Linked DNA regions of Mus musculus: region 2 is linked to region 1. A link is a contact called in public HiChIP or PLAC-seq data. All regions are on one chromosome and are shown on one strand. Each heading gives the region's core, a stretch centred on a gene start, on an enhancer-like site or on the middle of the called end of the contact. The rest is flanking DNA. Distances are from core to core; before and after follow the strand shown. Region 1 has its middle 12 kb from the start of 4930453N24Rik. Region 2 has its middle 140 kb from the start of Pou1f1.

Evidence for each region. HiChIP or PLAC-seq counts read pairs in DNA pulled down with a chosen protein or histone mark.
Region 2: a RAD21 HiChIP or PLAC-seq map of pro-B cells shows a contact between it and region 1, with 4 times the contacts expected there. The contact joins two enhancer-like sites. A contact is called at or near these places in 2 of 15 datasets of contacts at CTCF or cohesin (large pre-B cells and pro-B cells), 3 of 484 Hi-C or Micro-C datasets (the G1E-ER4 cell line, adipose-derived mesenchymal stem cells and large pre-B cells), 3 of 115 datasets of contacts at active chromatin or transcription factors (bone marrow-derived dendritic cells, bone marrow-derived macrophages and large pre-B cells) and 2 of 9 other capture datasets (adipose tissue and embryonic stem cells).

What each region holds. Positions count from the first base shown.
Region 1 is chr16:64,756,181-64,760,796 of GRCm38.p6, forward strand. No RefSeq gene overlaps it. Among named protein-coding and RNA genes, the nearest start is that of 4930453N24Rik, 12 kb to the right of the region's middle. Within about 2 kb of position 1,996, at least 105 of the 459 cell types and tissues checked have an H3K27ac peak or open chromatin away from gene starts, as enhancers often do. A contact at or near this core is called in pro-B cells, where this site is marked.
Region 2 is chr16:65,376,585-65,381,200 of GRCm38.p6, forward strand. No RefSeq gene overlaps it. Among named protein-coding and RNA genes, the nearest start is that of Pou1f1, 140 kb to the right of the region's middle. Within about 2 kb of position 1,882, at least 19 of the 459 cell types and tissues checked have an H3K27ac peak or open chromatin away from gene starts, as enhancers often do. A contact at or near this core is called in pro-B cells, where this site is marked.

The sequences.
Region 1 (4,616 bases), core at 746-3,245:
AGCTGGCTCATTTTACTTAATGTAATGATCTCCAGTTGCACCTGTTTTTCTGCCAATCTCCTGCATGATCTAAAATGTTTTCATGGCTTCATAAAACTTCATTGTGCATACGTATACGTATTTTCTTTATCCATTCATCTGCTGGTAATATATAATCCTGTTCCATTTCTTTGGTAATGAGAATAGTCAGAAATAGGCATGGACCAGCAATATTTCTGTGGTACGTTGACTTAGAGTCTTTTGGGTATTTATATGTAGGAGCTGAATAGCTTAGTCATGTAGTCGTTATTTTTAGTATTTTGAGGAACCTACACCGACTTCCCTAGTGGCTACACCAGTTTTCATTCCTATTTACCCACGTGGATGCTGTCACCATTAGAGGTAGCTCAGTTACTCATGGTGGCATATGAGATTTATTGGGTATTACTGCGATCAGATGGTTGATTATATATTCCCCCAATACCCATGAAAAACAAAAGTCACGATATCAGAGTGTAGACTAAATTCTTAGGAAAGAAAGAGAGGAATGATGGGAATGATGTCAATAATCAAGAAAGAGGTGAGGGGGGCCATGGTGGCACACAACTTTAAACCCACCATGCAGGAGGCAGGAGCAGGAGCATCTCTGTGAGTTTGAGGCTAGCCTGGTCTACAAAGTGAGTTGCAAGTTCTAGGACAGCCAGGGATACACAGTGAAACCCTGTCTTTTCGGGGGTAGGGGGGAGGCTCAAAGAACAAAACATAAACTTTTTAAAAAATGTAAAACTGCAATTCTTAGTCTTTGTTGGGAAGAAAACCCCGAAGCCCCAAATACGAAACAAGTCAGGACAGTACAATTGGCCTTGGTGACAGCAGACTGGAGGGTCTAGTAACAGGAAATAGAACACACACACACACACACATCTGTTCTGGCAACCTTAAATTTGGTGGTGGAAGTCGGTCTGTGCGCCCCTCATCCTGGATGGAGGATCAGAACTCGAGACATCCACTTCATCAGTCCTCACATCAGAGACTGCTGTGGGAAGGCCCAGTGTCTGACAGTGAGCGATGCTGGAGAACAATCCTGAGACACCCCACAGACTGTCAAGGTGGAAAAGAGCTAAAGCAAACTAAGACAAGAGGACACGGGGGCTGGGTGTAAAGCTTCTTCAACCCTTTTTTCTCGCTCAGTCATTGAGGTCAGAGGTACAGGTCTGCTCATGTCACGGGCAACCGTGTTGAGGAGTGGCAGTTCTAGAGTAGGTATGTCTCTGTGGGCATAGACTTAAGACCCTCAGTCTAGCTGCCTGGATGCCAGTCTTCTCCTAACAGCCTTCAGATGAAGATGTACAACTCTCAGTTCTTCCTGTACCATGCCTTGATGATAATGGACTGAACCTCTGAACCTGTAAGCCAACCCCAGTTAAATGTCCTCAAAAGAGTTGCCTTGGTCATGGTATCTGTTCACAGCAGTAAAACCCTGACGAAGACAGCCTCCTTTCTGTATGGAGCAGCTTATTGGACGGCCAGGGTCTGAAAGCAGGAAGAGTTCTGGCTCACTCAGTCAGCATGCCCTGCTGCAGAAAGGGATGTAATCAAGTGACACCCTTTAACTAGTTGTGCCACACCTGAGTGCATGCGGCCAGAGGCCTCTTGAGCAAGTGGAAACACGCCTAGTTCATGGGCCTTTGAAGGCTTGAAGAGTTGGCAGTTATTCCTGGAATGCAAAGAAGGCTTCTAGAGTGAATGCCGTCCTGCCGCTGACAATATACGTTCCAAAACAAACTACTATTGTGTGTTCAGTGGTGTGTGTGTGTCCATGTGTCTGTCTCTCTGTCACTCTGTGTGTGTGTGTGTGTGTGTGTGTGTGTGTGTGTGTGTGTGTGTGAGAGAGAGAGAGAGAGAGAGAGAGAGAGAGAGAGGATGTGGTTTTAAAAGAGAGAGAGAGAGAGAATGTGGTTTTAAATAAACCCCAACAGTTTCTGCAGTACACAAAACACCAAGATGATGGTGAAGAGACCAGAAGAAGATATCAGGTTCCCTGGAGCTACAGTGGTAGGCAATTTTGAAAGCTAGGAACCAAACTCTAGTCCTTCACACGAGCCTCAAATGCTCTTAACTACTGAGCCACCTCTCTGGCTCCTCCTTTCTCATTTTCACTCAATCCAAGATTCCAGCCATGATAGGTAGTCAAATTATTAGCTAACTAGCCAGACAATACATTTAATAAAAAGAAGTCAATGGACAGCAGAAGCTGCTGCAACATGGCTGATCTGTCAGTCGCTCCAACGGCCCTGAAATAACAAACTGCTGGCCTCTCGGAAGTCTTCTGGAGTCAGGTTTCTCAGGTAACTCTATAAAGTTTGGCTTTCTTAGTAATCAATCTATGTAAATATTTTTTACTACAGGCCGTCTCTTTCAATAATATGGTCACCTATGTACAGGAAAAGAAACAAATCTATCCATAGATAGCCTTAGATGGTCTCTCAGTCTGCCTGTCAGTTAGCTCCAGAGAGTACTCTTTCTTAACAGCCACAGTATTTGGATGTGGTTTTAAATAAACCCCAACAGTTTCTGCAGTAGGCAAACCACCGAGATGACGGTGAAGAGATAAGCAGCTCTGTAGAACTGAACTGTTTGTACAAGAGCCACATAACCTCATAGTCTTAAAATAACCGGCTCTTCAAGACAGCACTTTGTTCATTCATGTGCCACTTACACAAGGTATCTAAGAGTGGAGAAAATCCTTCACTAAATATTTTCCCCAAATATTCTGTAATATATTTGTAATACTCAAAATATTTCCCCAAAGAAATGTGTTCAGTCTCTACCCTGATCCTTCCCTCTATAAACAGGTAGTGGGGGGCGGGAGTATGACTTCCTGCCTAGTTTTTCCTCCAGCATTGTAACTCAAGAAAACCAAATTTACTTCTATTCACTTCAACAATGAGCCACTATGCTGACCTTCTATATCCGCAGTTACCCACCCTTTTAAGAAAGGGAAGTGCTGGTTGGTTTTATTTACCTATCATCTTCAGGATTGCTGAAGCCTGCATTGTATCATTAGAGAAAGGTCATGGTCCTACGGGACCATGGGCCATTTTAGTCTACACTAAAACATATTTCCTTTTACATAGTCTTGTTTTCTATACTTCTGTGTTCTCAAAGAAAAGTGGAACAGGAAATTTAAGTCTTTTTATTCTCATGTGTAACATACTCATGTCAAATAATGACTCATCTCAGGAATGTTGTTGGAAATTTTGAAGGACCTCAAGAACACAAGTCAGGACTGCTCTTCCACACTGGCTCTCAGTAATGCTATGTCCTAAAGGCTTCTTTGTATGTGTACTAGTGTATGTGTGTATTTGTGTCATGTGCCTGTCCTGTGGTCATGGAAGCCAAAAGAGGACATCAGGTCTCCTGAAACATGAGTGCTAAGAATCCATATCCTGTTGTAGCAGCAAGAGCTCTGAACTCCCGAGCTACCTCTTTTGCCTTCACTGTTTTCTTGATGATAAAACAGCTCCAATAGTTTCTGCTTTCCCTAATAAACTTCTAGCAAGTAACTTATGGCTTACTAAAATTCTGTAAGATGCTTCTAAATTTTGTTTCATCTACCTGGCATGGTGCCCGAGAAAATAATTACCTGTTGAAATTAATTTACCAGTGAAGTCAATGTGCTTTAAAAATAAAGCAGCTGGAGGATGTGGAAGAATGATGAGACATGTCATCATCGGGACATGACATGGCCGGTGTGCTCATGAACTCACTGCACCTACGGCTGCCTATGTAAGAGCAAGCCAACAGATCAGTGGGCACTGCAACAGACATCCTTAACTGGACTGAGAGTTACAAACGGTGGGGAGGGAGACATGGTAGGACAGTGAGCATATACTGGAGGAACCTGGGAGAAGTAGGCAAGGAGAGTGGGTGGATATGGTCAAGCTTCCACACAATTTCAATGTATGAAATTGCCAAAGAATAAATAAGATTCTTTAAAGAAAACAAAACAATCATATGAAATTTTGATGGCATCATAAAGCTAGTTAACATGTAGTATGATTTTGACTGATAATAAATGGATTTCGGGCCAAAAATCACTTCAGATAGCCATCACTGTCCTCATTTGTCTGTGATCTTTGAAAACACTGCTTTCAGGATCTCTTGCATAGCACACACATTGTTTTTCTGAAGTTGTTTCCCACCACTTGTGTTCCAGGGTTTATAGGGAAGGTCACACTGCAGTCCTCCCTGTGAGTACATGAATCTCCAGCAGAGTGACTAAAACATGCTCTCCCCTGGGTGGCTTTCCCTGTCAGTCAAAAGATCTCAGGTCAACCCATCAGAAGTAGAGAATTTCCTGCAACAGTTTTTCATTTGGTTTCTACCCTACCACTTTATAGTTTAAAACTCAAATATATTTAAATATATGTAAAAGCACAAAAAACAGTTTAGCAAAACACTTTCAGAGTGTAGAGTGATTAAATAATATGCTAAAGACAATACATGTTTCCCTTTCTGGTTCTAGTATAAAGTAAAGTTTTTCATTATCATTTTCTGGGTATTACTCACTGCAAACAAAACTTCAAATACTAACGACATAAATATGTAAAAGTGTGATTTTTTAAAGATATATT
Region 2 (4,616 bases), core at 632-3,131, 620 kb after region 1:
CCCTTCTCTGTAACTCAGTCTCCTTTTACTGGGAGTACTCCAGCCAGATTTCATTACAGTCTACCTCCATAGATTCATTTTAGTTGACCATTTTAAAAGTCCTGTCTCCCAATGTGGTCACATTCTGAGGTGCTGAGGCTGGGATTCACCATATGGGTATCTGAGTGGGAAGTTGCATGCTAAATCATAGCAATCCTCACCTCTTAAAATAAAATGGCAATGCAGAACAGGGCAAGCTCTATACTCCAGAGAAAATGTCCCTCCTCCTTGGAACAAACTCTCTTTCTGGCCCTCTTATTATTATAACACAGATTCTCTTTCCACATCTCCCCATCACAGTGTTGTGCATGCTTTCACACACCACCACCCACTGCAGGGGCATTTGTCTTCAATCTGGCCACAACCATTGGACTTTGGTTAGTCCCATTAGTTTAGAACATTATTTCAAATCCTATATTCTACCAAATGTTTATTTCTGCATTCATTCCTCTAGAATTTTAGTAGATGTAAGTCTAGTCTTGATTTTAATGCCTTGCATACAAAGATGCTAAACATGCTGTGTTGATGCATTAAGACTTAATGATATTAATAAATTCATTAGAGCTTTCCATCAATGTTGTTGGTGTTTTCCTTAATCTGTTTAACTTTCTTCAAGCATGACGTGACATTAAAATCTCTAATAACTCACATTTTACTTTTAGTGACTTCCCTATTTATCATTTTTAGGGATATTCAAGAATATTTCTTGGGTGTTTGTTAAATAGAATAAGATAGAGGAAGAGTGACTGATCAAAAGAGGAAGAGGTTTAAAAATTAATAATGAGTTTATGCTCAGATGATTCATTAATCTTTGACAACTAACTTATGTCGAGACACCACCTTAACCTGTAGGTGCATATTATCTTAAGCTAGGAAAATGTCCTTCATACAAATCAACCACATGCTGAACTATGGGTGAGTTTCAATAAATTCCAAAAGATTGGTAGCATATAACTCATGTTTACCAGTTACAAAAAATCAAGTCAGATATAGATAGTAAAAACGGAAAAAAGAACAATCTATTTGGAAATTAAAGAACACGGTTAAGTAAAATGAGAAAGAGGCAAATTCCTAAAGTAGATACCAGAAAACACTTAAAATTGGATTATTATATATAATATACATAACAAAGTATGTATATGTATATACATGTGTATATGTACATGATATATACATATACATCATATACACATACATATATATATATATATATATATGTATATATACATGCTGTGTGATATAGGCTAAAGCAATTTTAGGACACAACTTATAACTATTAAAAATACCAAAACTTGAAAGTTAATTAGCTAAATATAAAAATGGCAAAAGACTAATGCCAAATTTAGTAAAAAGGCAAAAGAATTAAATTTACATAGTTAATTAGTGAAAGAAAATAAGATACAATATCAGCAAACTTAATAAGATTTGAAAATGATAATTAAGCTGGTGGAACTGTGGAAAGCAGATAACAAAGTATCACAGTTGAACAAAGTTAAGGCTAAAGCCCTCTGACTCCGAAGATGCTGCCTGCTGAGATTAGATGAGAAATGGAAACTGATTGAATTTGAAAGGCCTATGAGTGTTTCACTGGTGACTTCACACAGCAAGGCCCATAGAAACCCCTTCCCACTTGGCAAAGACCTGTGAATGAATTCTATGTTCTTCTTCGGACTCATTCAAGGAGTGAAACCCTCCTCTCCTCTCTCTAACCCTACTCATCCTCCAGATGTGACAGTTAATCCTGGGTAATTTGGGAAACATACTTATGTCCCTAGAGGCACAGCTACAGTCACACTGAGTAAGCTGGTCACAGTGTGGAGAACAACGGTCCTGGCTCACATAACTGTTTCAGGAAGCTGGGTCTGATCAACAGCGACCTATAAAATGGGGAAGTTGTATCTGATCAACAGAGACTTAATCAGGAATTAGTGGATGCATATCAGGAAAAGTTGCTTGGTACATGAACATGTCTCTGCCTGCAGTGATAAAAGGTATTGTGACAGAGAACTGCTATTGTGACTGGGGGTGGGGGAAACTAATGTTAAATTTTAGTTGCAGAGTATGGTTGAGGGTATTTGTGTGACTGACCCAGAGGGAGAGGGAAAGGAGGAAGGGGGCTTTTGTAATGATAAGGCTTATGTATACTGACATTATGATTCTTTAAATAAAATAGCCAATTATTTCACTGCTCAGGTGAGTAGGCTTGAGATTGTATAAATAACAATAGTTCAAGATATTTTGGGCAACTGGATTGATAGTCAACAGGTGGTCAATGTCTTTAGTCTTTCCAATATGTCTGTCCTCAGGTTCCAGACCCCTGCTAAAGCACTGGTCACAGGCAATGGAATACCTGACCATACAGAACGTTACAGTTTTTCAGAACATCAGAGAAAACTAGAAAAAAACAACTTCATAAGCACTATAAAATCAAAAGAGAAAAAATTCTGGAAGATGTCATAATTAATAAATTTAACTCCAAAATGAAAAAAAAAAAGTCTAATCTCAAATAAGTTCTTCCAGGGTATAAAAAGCGATGGGGCTGAGCAAACACAACAGCTGTCAGGGACGGATCATATGGAAGAAAAGTCACTGATTTTACTTATGGGCATTCAGTGAGGCAAAATATTTGAAACCAAATCTATTTATATTTAAAACAGACAGTGCATTGTGACCTAGTTAAGTTTATCTCAGTATGACATAATTGGCAGTTGTGTTATTTTTCCTTGGGAAGTGAAACACAACATCTATTCACCACAGATAAAGCAGGCTTTGAGAGGACAAACAAAAGATGCTCTCCCAGCCCAGGTTTTGAGCCTTTACTGGGCTCATTGGTGCATGGACGGTTCAGAAAAGCTGCTCCATCTGGAAGTCCCTCTTGGGACTTACCAGCAGCCATAGTACAGAGAAAATCTCTCTGCTGCCAATGGGGAAGGAGTGTCCATTGAGAATCCATACCAGGAAAATAGAAGACCATTGATGAAGGATGTGCTAGAATTTCTATTTTATGTCCTGAACATAATAAGAGGCGAGAGCAGCAAAATGAGCAATATTCTTACTTTTAAGTGGAACCCCTGATTTTGCTCAAGAGGTTTGAACAAAAAAAGTGATACAAACCCCACAAATTAGTGTTAGAGAATAACCATTAAAGGAGTTGGAGCGTAAGAGTGATGTGCAAATACATCTTTACTGGTCTTAGGGAAAATGGATGATGCTATTTCTTGGAAAGCAATGAAAGGATGCTTAGTTCTTGCATCTTGCTCTGAGATACAAAGTAGAAGACAAGAAGATGGGATCTTGGAATGGAATTATTCATCCTTTATTGTGTCCTGTGTGGAGTTCTAACAGTTTGCTATTGTTGTTCTGATTTGTTTCCCCTCAGGGTGGGCTAAAAGAAGAAGGAATTTACGGATGTTTCTATTATTTGACAACTCAGCCAGCAGGCTGGTCTTTGAACTCCTCCACATCCATCTCCACACACATTAAATTTATCTTGAGCAGGCTTTGGCTCTAAACTCAGAACAGATGGGAAATGGTGCTGTTTAAGAAAAGCAAAAATGACGGAATCTCATCTTCGTATGAATGTTCTTTATTAAGAGAATTTATTGTGTTAACACTGTGCTGTGGCATCCAGATCCAAGGACAAATACTGCTGGCCCACGTAAGGCCAGAAGAGGACTATCAAAACTTTCATTTGGAGAGTCGGAGATAGTAATAAAATGAAATATAGATGTAGAATCTGGAAAGGGGGAGAATAAAGATCTGTTTTCTCCTAGGCAGTCATGTTCAGTAAGGCTAGATGCCAGTAGGCAATGATAGAGAAAGGATTCATAGGAATCTATTTAAAGTTGCTTTAGCCTAGCAAACAGGAAAAATGGGGAGAATATTACCAAATATTCTTGTCTTTAAAATATTGATGATTTTTTTAAAAAAGGAAGAAACTACTGAAAAAGGAAAAGGAATGAGCATAAATGGATCTGTGTTCACTTAGTAGTTCTTGCAGCAGTAAAAAATGTGTGCAAAAGGATAGTTTTTCAAGCTAAACAGTTCGATTCTGCGTAGCATCTCCATTCTTTCCCTGCATAATCCTAAGGAAGCTACTTCATGGTTCTTGGTTTTAGAATGTCAGTGTGTAAACGCCATCCAGATCTCTGATCCTGAATCTCTGACTTTCAACCTTACAGGAAATTCTCAGAGTCCTTCCCTTTAAAGGAACTAAAATACATCTTTAATAGAACATAAGTCACAAGCGTTTGACACCTCTAACATCTGGCAAGAATGTGCAGCTTGGTTTTGATGTCAACATATAATTGACATAGTTAAAATTATGTTTTGATATGAGACTAAAACAGTGTAAGTTTACAATATAAATCCAAGGTAACCATTTTTTAACCATAAATTTAACTTTAAAGACTTCTGAATGTGTACAACATATTTTGATTAAGTTCTTAAGCACTTTGAGTTAAATGTTAAGACAGAATTAAATTTTACTGTGGTTAGTTAATGTTAACTTTTTAAATAGATATAATTAAAAAGTAAATTTACCCTTTGATAACTGCCTTGAGGAACCTCTGAGTTTT